Linked DNA regions of Triticum aestivum: region 2 is linked to region 1. The links are chromatin contacts, called in public Hi-C maps. All regions are on one chromosome and are shown on one strand. Each heading gives the region's core, a stretch centred on a gene start, on an enhancer-like site or on the middle of the called end of the contact. The rest is flanking DNA. Distances are from core to core; before and after follow the strand shown. Region 1 holds the start of LOC123080695 (BTB/POZ domain and ankyrin repeat-containing protein NPR5). Region 2 has its middle 65 kb from the start of LOC123075629.

The links. A called contact is a pair of places that touch in the nucleus more often than the background predicts.
Region 2: a contact with region 1 is called in a Hi-C map of leaf, with 4 times the contacts expected there. The contact joins the enhancer-like site here to the promoter of LOC123080695 in region 1. A contact is called at or near these places in 3 of 5 Hi-C or Micro-C datasets (leaf and root).

What each region holds. Positions count from the first base shown.
Region 1 is chr3D:583,453,494-583,457,808 of IWGSC CS RefSeq v2.1, forward strand. LOC123080695 (BTB/POZ domain and ankyrin repeat-containing protein NPR5) reads right to left here and starts at 3,064. Exons shown (of 2, transcript XM_044503629.1): 1 at 2,090-3,064; 2 at 1-1,073. The coding sequence starts at 2,641. The coding sequence ends at 90.
Region 2 is chr3D:583,692,436-583,697,191 of IWGSC CS RefSeq v2.1, forward strand. No RefSeq gene overlaps it. Among protein-coding and RNA genes, the nearest start is that of LOC123075629, 65 kb to the right of the region's middle. Within about 2 kb of position 1,301, at least 4 of the 8 cell types and tissues checked have an H3K27ac peak or open chromatin away from gene starts, as enhancers often do. A contact at or near this core is called in leaf and root, where this site is marked.

The sequences.
Region 1 (4,315 bases), core at 1,814-4,313:
ACTGATCTCCTGTGATAATGTGGATATAAAATAGAGCATATGATTAATTAGTTCTAAGCCTTACAAGGAGATAGTAGAGCAGCCATGTCTCATGGGAAGCCATGAGGGGAGAACAACGAAGAGGGACCTCCTTGCCCTGATCTGCTCCCGCCGTCGTCGCCCCCGCCGTCGCCGTGGTTCATCACGTCCATCCCTAGGTTGAGGTACACCATCCTGTTGTCCAAGCTCAGGTTCATGCTCGTGCTCGCGCCACCGGTGCCGCTGTACACGCCACCGCCGCCAGCGCCCGGGTGGTGGTCGCTGTACATGGGCACCGGCGCATTGCCGGCCGCGTCCTCCCTGGACATGACCATGGCCGCCGATTGCACGAGCTCGAGGCACAGGCGGAGCTTGTTGGGCTCGATGTGGGTGAGCCCCGGCACGGCGCCCTTGAAGAGGAAGTCGGAGGTGAGCGTACGGAGGATGTCGAGCGGCGTGACCCCGTCGACGGTGCGCACGTTGGGGTCGGCGTGGTGGTCGAGGAGCACGGCCACCATGTCCGGGCAGACCATCTCGGCCGCGACGTGCAGCGGCGTCTTCCCGGCGGGCCCAGCCGGGTGGTTGACGTCAGCGGCGCCCAGCTCCAGCAACGCCTTGACCACTTCCCGGCTACAGTTCTCGACGGCGTAGTGCAGCGCGAGTGCCTCGTCGAGGTTGAGCCCCTCCCCCATGACCATGAGCTTGACGAGCTCGACGTCGGAGGAGTCGAGCGCGCGGCGCATCCGGCGGATCTTGTTGTGGTCGTCGAGCTCGGCCGCGGAGGCCTCGATGACGGAGCCCTGGTGGTGGTGCTGCTGGTGGTGGGCGAGGAAGGGGGAGCGGCGGGACATGGAGGACTTGAGGCGCAGGTCGTCGATCTTGGCGACGACGTCGAGGGGGAGGTGCTTGGCGAGCACCTCCGGCGGGAGGCCGGACTTGGCGACGAGGTGGGAGCAGGTGTTCCAGAGCTGGTGCAGGTCCTGCTTGCGCGACGCCATGAGCACCTTCATCACGTCCTCGATGGACGCCTTCTCCACCATGCCCGCCAGCTGCTTCTGCAAAACCACAAAGCCATCACCGTCGCAAAAAGCTCAATACTTTTTCCACATCCATCATATGTACACTCACAAGTTGCAAAAGCTCACACACAGCTCACAGGTATGGCATGGAGCGAGAGACCGAGAGAGCGGCGGTAATATAAGCAAGAGGAGACGATATAAAGGAAAAGATCTCTACCCATATATGAGATGTGTGTGCATAGTGGATTGTCCCTGTGCATAAAATATAAGGAGGAGGAACAGAAGGGTGCAACAGTATGTATGTATAGCAGCATCATGGCGCTGATTGGAGACAGGATTAAAGGGATTGGCGAAAAAAGTTTTGGAAAAAGGGAAATTAACCGGCGCACAAAGAAAACCCTAGCGCAAAATCGCAAATCAGGAGCAAAAACAAAGCAAGAAAGTGTGTGCCTTTCCGAGTGCTGCCGAATCGCCCGCTACTTGCAGCCGTGGTGTGCTGCTCGTGCCGCAACAGTGGCGGCCATGGTGGCTTGAGAAGGACGAACAGTGACGAAAAGGAAAGGAGAAATTTACCATTAACGAACCCTAGCTAGCAAGGAGAGCTGAAAGCAAGGGGGGTGGATGGATGGGTGACGGAAAGACGGATGGATGGACGGATAAAGAGAGAGCAGGAAAGAGCGGCAGGAGGAGGAAGAAAGCGCGCACGTACGTATGCATATGCATATACGGACGCACGCGTGCGTGCGCTGCCTGCAGACGACACGACGGGTCGACGGCGACGACGACGAAGACGTCGACGATACTGCTACCACACTCGAGTAACTTCATTTAAAAAGGTACGGACAGAGATCAAATCAATGCTGCCGCAGAGATCAGAATGCTCGCCGATCCCAACATAACCAACCCATCTTGATCCCCACAATCGGTCGATCCCCAGCCCCAGGAGAGAGAGAGATCAGAAGTTTCTTGATTTTTTGGTTCATGGGGAAAGAGGGGCGAAGAGCGAGAATTGGGAATTGGGGATTAATTAGCTAGGAAGAGTAAGTAATTACCTGGGTGAGGACGGCGAGCTCCTCGACGCCGAAGGAGCGGGCGACGGCGAGCGTGTCGAGGGCCAGGTCGACGGCGGCGGCGCAGTGGGTGTGCCAGCAGCCGCGCTCGCCGCACCCGGGCCTCGGCTCCCCCTTCTGCGGCACCAGCGACACCTGCCCGCTGTACAGGAACTGGAGCAGCAGCAGGAACACCTCGTAGCTCACCGAGTTGACCGGTATCACGGCGCCGGGCGCCATCGCCGCTGCGGAGGCCGAGCCGGACCCGGAGCCTCCGGCGCCGCGCGGGGAGGAGGCGGATGCGCCGGAGGGGGAGCGCGGGCTGAGGTGGTCCATGAGCACCGCGCCCGGGGAGCCGGCGGCGGCTGCGGCGGCGGCCTGGTCCGCGGCGGCGCCGCAGAAGAACTTGCGGAAGAAGAGGCTGCGCGCGGCGAGGATGCAGCGGTGCGCGTGCACCAGGCGGCCCTCCACGCTGAAGGTCACGTCGCTGAAGGCCTGGCCGTTGATGAGCAGGTTGAGGTAGTCCATGGACAGCGACTTGAGGGTATCATCCATGGCCGCCCGCCGCGCCGCACCTGCTTCTTGCTAATCCTCCTCCTCCTCCTCTATCAGTCAATTCGGAGAGGGAGAGGAGGAAGAAGAAGCTCGATGAATCAGATCGAGAGCTGCGGCTGGAGCTTGAAGAAGAGGAGTGGGGGAAGAAGCCGTTGGCGCTGCTGGCTGCTTTGCTCTTCTGCTCCTGCTGCCGGCTGCTGCTGCTGCTGCTGCTGCGCTTGTTGTTGCCCTCCAATCTTGTGCTGCATCGCCCGATCTCTTTTGATCTTCTCTTCTGTCTGCAGTGACCACTTCTTCTTCTCTCCCCTCTTCACTTCTGTCTCTCTCTCTCTCTCTCCCTTTCTCCCCAGTTATTGCCCCCTTTATTTATGCAGTATTTTTTGAAGGGCGCTCGTGCTGGTGCCTCTCTCTCTCTAGCACACACCCATTCTCTCTCTTTCTCTCTCTCTCTCTAAAGGTTATATGGGGGCTTGAGATTTTTTTGGGCCTGTGTTGGGGGAGCTAGGTAGGAGGGAGGGCAATACGGGTGGCTGGCTGGGGACATGCATGAATAATTGGTGGGATTAAAATGGGAGGGTGGAAATTAACCGTACATATATGCCAAACAGAGCATGTATGTGTCCACACTTCAGGGGCCCGGAATAATTTGGACAGAGAGAGGGTGAGCCCTCCCTCCAATTGGGGTGGGGTGGGGAAAATTAAGTGTGCCATGCTTTGACTGATGCAAGTCATAAATCATGTGTGATTGAAGTGTCTGCTTGCCTTGTAGGAGAGCAGAGCAAAATTAAAGACAATGCATGGCTTCCTTTATACTTCCTCATTCCTTTATATAAGGTGTATTTGTTTTTAATAAAATTTCAGAATGTAAGATGCATTTCTTCTAATTCCGCATAATTTTCTTGTTAGCCCTCCAGAAAAGGGAAAGTATCCCTCTCCTGATTGTCTGTATCTTTTTTGTAGCAAAAGAAGAAAGTATCTCTATGTCGATTGCATGTATCTTTTTTTACGATTGCATGTATCTCTTACTTTTTTGGACTAACTGATTTACTTGTCACTAACCGACAAATTTGTCAAGGGTAATTTCGTCCTAACTCGTCTACAATTATGTGCCTTGGTCATCGTGCTGAAAATAATACATCTTACATAAAGGAATGGAGGGGCATAAATTAAAAGAAGAATGCATGGCTACAATGTTGTGTTACACCATCCCATGGCATGCTAATATTGTAAATTCCAAATTATACCCTTCATAGAGCCATGGCAACTTCCATTTCTACAATTGAAAAAAGTTAAGGGATGTGAGTGCAGAGTTTTTAGAAAGACATATTTTATAGCTATTGAATTTGTCAAAGTTGCTAATTCTAATTACTCCATCAATTTAACTTTGAGATCCCTGCAAGATTTTGCATTTTTTTGAATTATTACATTACCTGTATATATATTTTTAATCTGTACGAGCACATTGGTAAAAATCAGATGAGAATTAGTTAATTCTTTGTCGATTGAGATAATGTTGTATATTTTCTACTACCTAGATGAAAAAATATATTTAAACACGGTAACTGATTTTTGTTTTGTAATAACAATTTTCTAAAGTTAATAAGAGTTAGTTTATTCTTAGTTGTGGGGGACATAGATGCTCTCTATATTAATTCAGAGTTCCTCCCTTACCCG
Region 2 (4,756 bases), core at 51-2,550, 240 kb after region 1:
GACAATTCTAGTAGGGCAATCCATGATCATGTGGCAAAATTCTACAACGTACCATGGTAAATTCTAATATGGGGACAACTCTCCTTTGTATATCGTCGCGATTTTCTATGCCACGGTATGGCAAACCTAGAACACATGAAAATTTTCGCTATTGCAGCATGGCAATTCTCTTTTCATAAAATGGCGCAACATGGTAATTCTCTCTTCATAAAATGGTGCAGCATGACAATTCTATCTTCTTAGCATCCTCTAGTGATGTATGAGCGAACGGCCTTTTTCACTCATTTGAGCCTCCCAGGATAAACGCCCGTTCGGCCAGGAGTGCCAATGAGGGCACATTTTTCGCCTTTTGGAGCCATAAATATAGCTTCCTGCAGCACATCGGCTTGTATATTTGTTTCGAAATTATCAAGACAAGTACGCAAATTTTTTGACCGCGCCCCCTAACTTTGTTTCGAATTGATCAAAACTTGTACTAGGTGAAGCATTAGATATGATGGTGGACAACAAGCGCTTAAATAAATATTTGCCCGGCGGCCCCCCTAACTTTGTTTGGCTGCCTACTTGTTTCAGCTGGTACATGTACATGTGTGGTCGGTCTCGCACCCTCGTTGTCAGATTGAAAGTGTGCCCTGGTTTTTGCTGGTTGAAAAGGACTGATCGATGCAGACGGATCATACATATCACGCGGATGTGGATGGCAATATCACATGCATCATCAGCTTTGCTGTACCTACGGAATATGTAGCATTTTTGCATGCAGCATGGAAGCCCATTTGCCTTTTTTTTTGTTGGAACAGCAATTTCCACTAGTTCTCATATATCACGGTAAATATAGAAATACATCAACGTGCTTATTTTTATTTCCGGAATTACGGAGATATGCAAGGGAGCTCGATCGACTTGTTGACCAAGCGGTCGAGCAAGCATACATTGTCTTGAATCGGACCAGCTGCCTACCTGACTACGCAGGGCCATGCATGCATGCATGCGTGGCACAGTGCATGGCATGCATGCTTCAATTATCCTCTGGATCGCGTATGTGTGGCACGTAATACGACATGACATTGTTCATTTTTGTCAGGCTCATGCATGCATGCATGCGCCGATTTGAATTACATCCGGGCACCGGGGCATCTCGAGTGGTCGACGGAGACGAGCCACTTGGATGGAGAGCTGGTGAAAGCAACGTGTGAGGGATATATATCCATCCATGATCCAACCATGCGGCTCCGGGCTGTATGCATGTGACAACCTCCCCCATTTCCGGCCGTCGACACGTCCGAACACGGAACGCGTACGCGGCTTGGCCGGACTCAGTGATCGATCATCGACGCGACGCCTCTTGGCTGGCAGTAGCAACGCAGCGACAGCGACGCCGGGCTTCCCTGAAAGGGACGCCGCCTCGACCCACCGGTCGATCGTCAGGTACGTACATGTGTGATTAAGCCTGCTAATTTTGTCAAGCCCTCCGACACAAAAATCACGTGAATCTAGCGAACCCCGCCAGAACACGTGCGCCTTTGCACGGGTTGCACGAGCAGCGTGGCGGGAAATTTGTTACGGGGATTAAAATCCAGATTAGTACCACTATTAAACAACAGTGAGGGGTGTAAGTGAACGTGTAAGACTGGGGCGCACCGTACGGTCGAAAGGAGCAGTGGTACGTACGTCCCTGGACCGCCACTGGGTTCACTGCAGCCGCAAAGCAAAACCAAACCTCGTTGGCTCCGTCTTTTTCATGGGAGTAAAGTTCTCGCTGGCCCTCCCTCCCCTGGGTTCACTGGCGCTGGAAACTGAGCCGGCCAGGCATGCCTGCCTCTGCCTGCCTGCATCCGGCACGCACTTCTCCGGCACTCACTCAACCATGGCCCTGCAACTGTACGTCGGTCTCTGCGTTCTGTTCCTCTGGCGCGGGCGATCGAGCCAGCCAGCCAGCCGGCGGCCGGTGGTCCGGCGCCAACGCGCGCGCCGTGGAAAAGTCTGTGCGCCCGCCACTGATCAGGCATGCTGTGTCTGTGTGTGTAGCGTATGCATGCGTTTCTCTGCGATTTTGTCGTCCTTGGCGTCGCGCAGCAGCAGCAGCCATCACATCGGTGGTCAGTAACTTGGAGTTATGGGGAGTGGCGCCGTGCGGGAAACGTGGAGGGCCCGGCCCCGCCACGCATGCCCATGCCCGCCGGGGAGCCGACCTGCCTGCCTGCTACCGCTGCCCGACCCGACCCGACCCTAATTTAAAGCCCCGTCCGTCGATCCCGTGGCGGGGCCGGCGACCCGGCCAAGCCCCGGCGTCTGTCTAGTGTCTATACTTACTTTGGACTCTGCCCGAGCCATGCCATGCGCCGAGCTCCAAAATGCCAGCGCGCGCCCAGACCACCGCGCCCGGGGCCGGCGCTGCCCATGCGCCATACCATTTGACCGCTGGCTAGTGGCTAGGCTGACCGGCGCACGCACACACACGCGCACGCCATGGACGTACGTACGTACGTTTGACACCATCCGTCAATCCATCCATGGATGACCATCGATCCATACGTGAACATGGGCGGGGTGAGACAGACAGACATGCGCGTATGGGCGTGTGTACTGCAACGCATCGCTGATGACGGACGGACGGGGACTGACTGGACTGGCAGTGGTGGTTGTTGGATTGACGACCCGTCCCATACCCCCATTACAGCACATCGATCGATCGAACGGGTCGAGGGCACGGAGGCCGCGCGCGCGGGGAGCGGGGAGAGGCAGCGAGGCAGAGGTACTGGAGCGCGGACGTTGGAAGCAGTGGAAGGTGGGGGCAGGCGCCCCGCACCACACCACACCGATGGATGGATCACCATGGCACGGCGGGCAGGACGGGGTCGTATTTAACGCCCGGCCGGGCACAGAATCTGAGGGCACGCGGGACCCGGCCGGTCAGTCGGTGCCGGTCTTCTCCCTTTTCCCCTCCGGCCGGCGGCCCCCCCTGCCATCGATGCGATGCGAGGGCGGGCGAGTGACTGGGTGTGCAGGCGGTGTACGTGCGAGACTGTAGTTCGTGGCAACTGATCCACGACTCGTACGTACTCCGGCCGGCCCTCCCCTCCGCCCCCGGCCGGCGGTAAAACGCAGTGGTAAAAACCAGTGTGATTTCAAGGTGGGGTGACTAGGGTGGGCATGCGCGCAGTGGTCCACGCGCATTCAGAACACGAGAGCTAGGGTTTTAGTAAGAAAATGCGGTGGTAAAAACCGGTGAGATTTTTAAGAAGAACAGGAGAGCTATCTAGGGTAGCTAGCTAGCTAGGGTTTAGCTGGGCGGGAACATGCGCGTATCCGGCGGGGTTTACGGAGGGGGACGCTGACCATGGCAACGGTTTTGTGGTACCGGCGCCAGTGATCAGTGATCCGCGTGGACCACTTAACTGCATTGATTATGGGTAGCTGCGTGGTTACCTTTTCGCAGACAGCGGGAGGACCCAAAGCGAGAAGATTTGGCCATTTCTTCTGGCCGGTGGACGGAATGGATGGACCATCCGTCCATGCCATGCAAGATCGATCATCGCTCGCCTTTCTTCAAGTGCATCTACTACTACTACCCCCTACGTACCGTGGTGGCGCCTCATATTTGGCAAACTCTGTTTTCTTGCTCACCCACGTGGAGGTTGAGCTACCGGTGACACGGGAGCGACAACGACCACGGAACCGAGGAAGGGGACCTCGCCGGAGTGCCTAGGGCGGTAGGGTTGGGGAGCTCACCGGAACTCCTAGATTACCATTTTTTTTTCCCGAGAAAACATCCGATCTACTCATCTTCGATCATGGCAGCACAACAAACACCAGAAATAATAAAAATTACATCCAGATCCGTAAACCATCTAGTGACGACTACAAGCGTTGAAGCGAGCAGAAGACGTGATGCCATCATCGCCCCTCCCTTACCGGAGCCGGGCAAAACTTTTGTAGTAGATAGTAGGGAAGTTGTCGTGCTAAGGCCACAAAGGACCAGCGCAACAGAACAACAACCGCCGCCGATGAAGAGTAGCATAGGTCGGCAGGATCCAATCTGTAGACACACGTACATAGACGAATGACAAACAAATCCAAGCAAATCCACCAAAGACAGATCCGCCAGAGACACACCTACACACGCCCACTGATGATGCTAGGTGCACCACCGGAAAAGGGGCTACACGGGGAGAACCTTACACCATCCTCAGAGAGCCGCCGCCATCTCGCCTTCCTGAGCAGGACACAAACCCTAACAAATCTCGAAGATACATCTAAAAATATAGCCCTCCCACCAGCAAGGCCCGGGATCCACCGCGTCCATGGCCCTAAGGCCACCGGAGACGAGGCAGACCGACAGGAGGCAGAGAAACCCTATATTTTTAGGCGAGGGTGCCGCTGTGTGAGATGGTATAGGAGTGCATGGAAGCCTCAATAATTAGTTGGGAGCGACGTTGGCAATGCAGTGATAGGATTTGGCTACTGGATTGAAAATTTGAACAAAGAGGAATGGAAATTCCGCTACTCTCTCCGGAATCCGGAAGGGACTATAAAGTCGGGAACGGTTTTTCAGATCCTCGATTTGACTAGCAAAACATGCCTTGTATAACATAAAGATTATATCCCTGGATCATTTGTCGAATGAAGTTTCTAAACATATATTTTCTGTTGCAACTTATACATATTTCTCTAGTTAAACCAACTTTGACTGACATGATTGGAAATTGTGGTGCCAAAATGTACACTACAAACATTTAGATCTTATTCTTGGTAT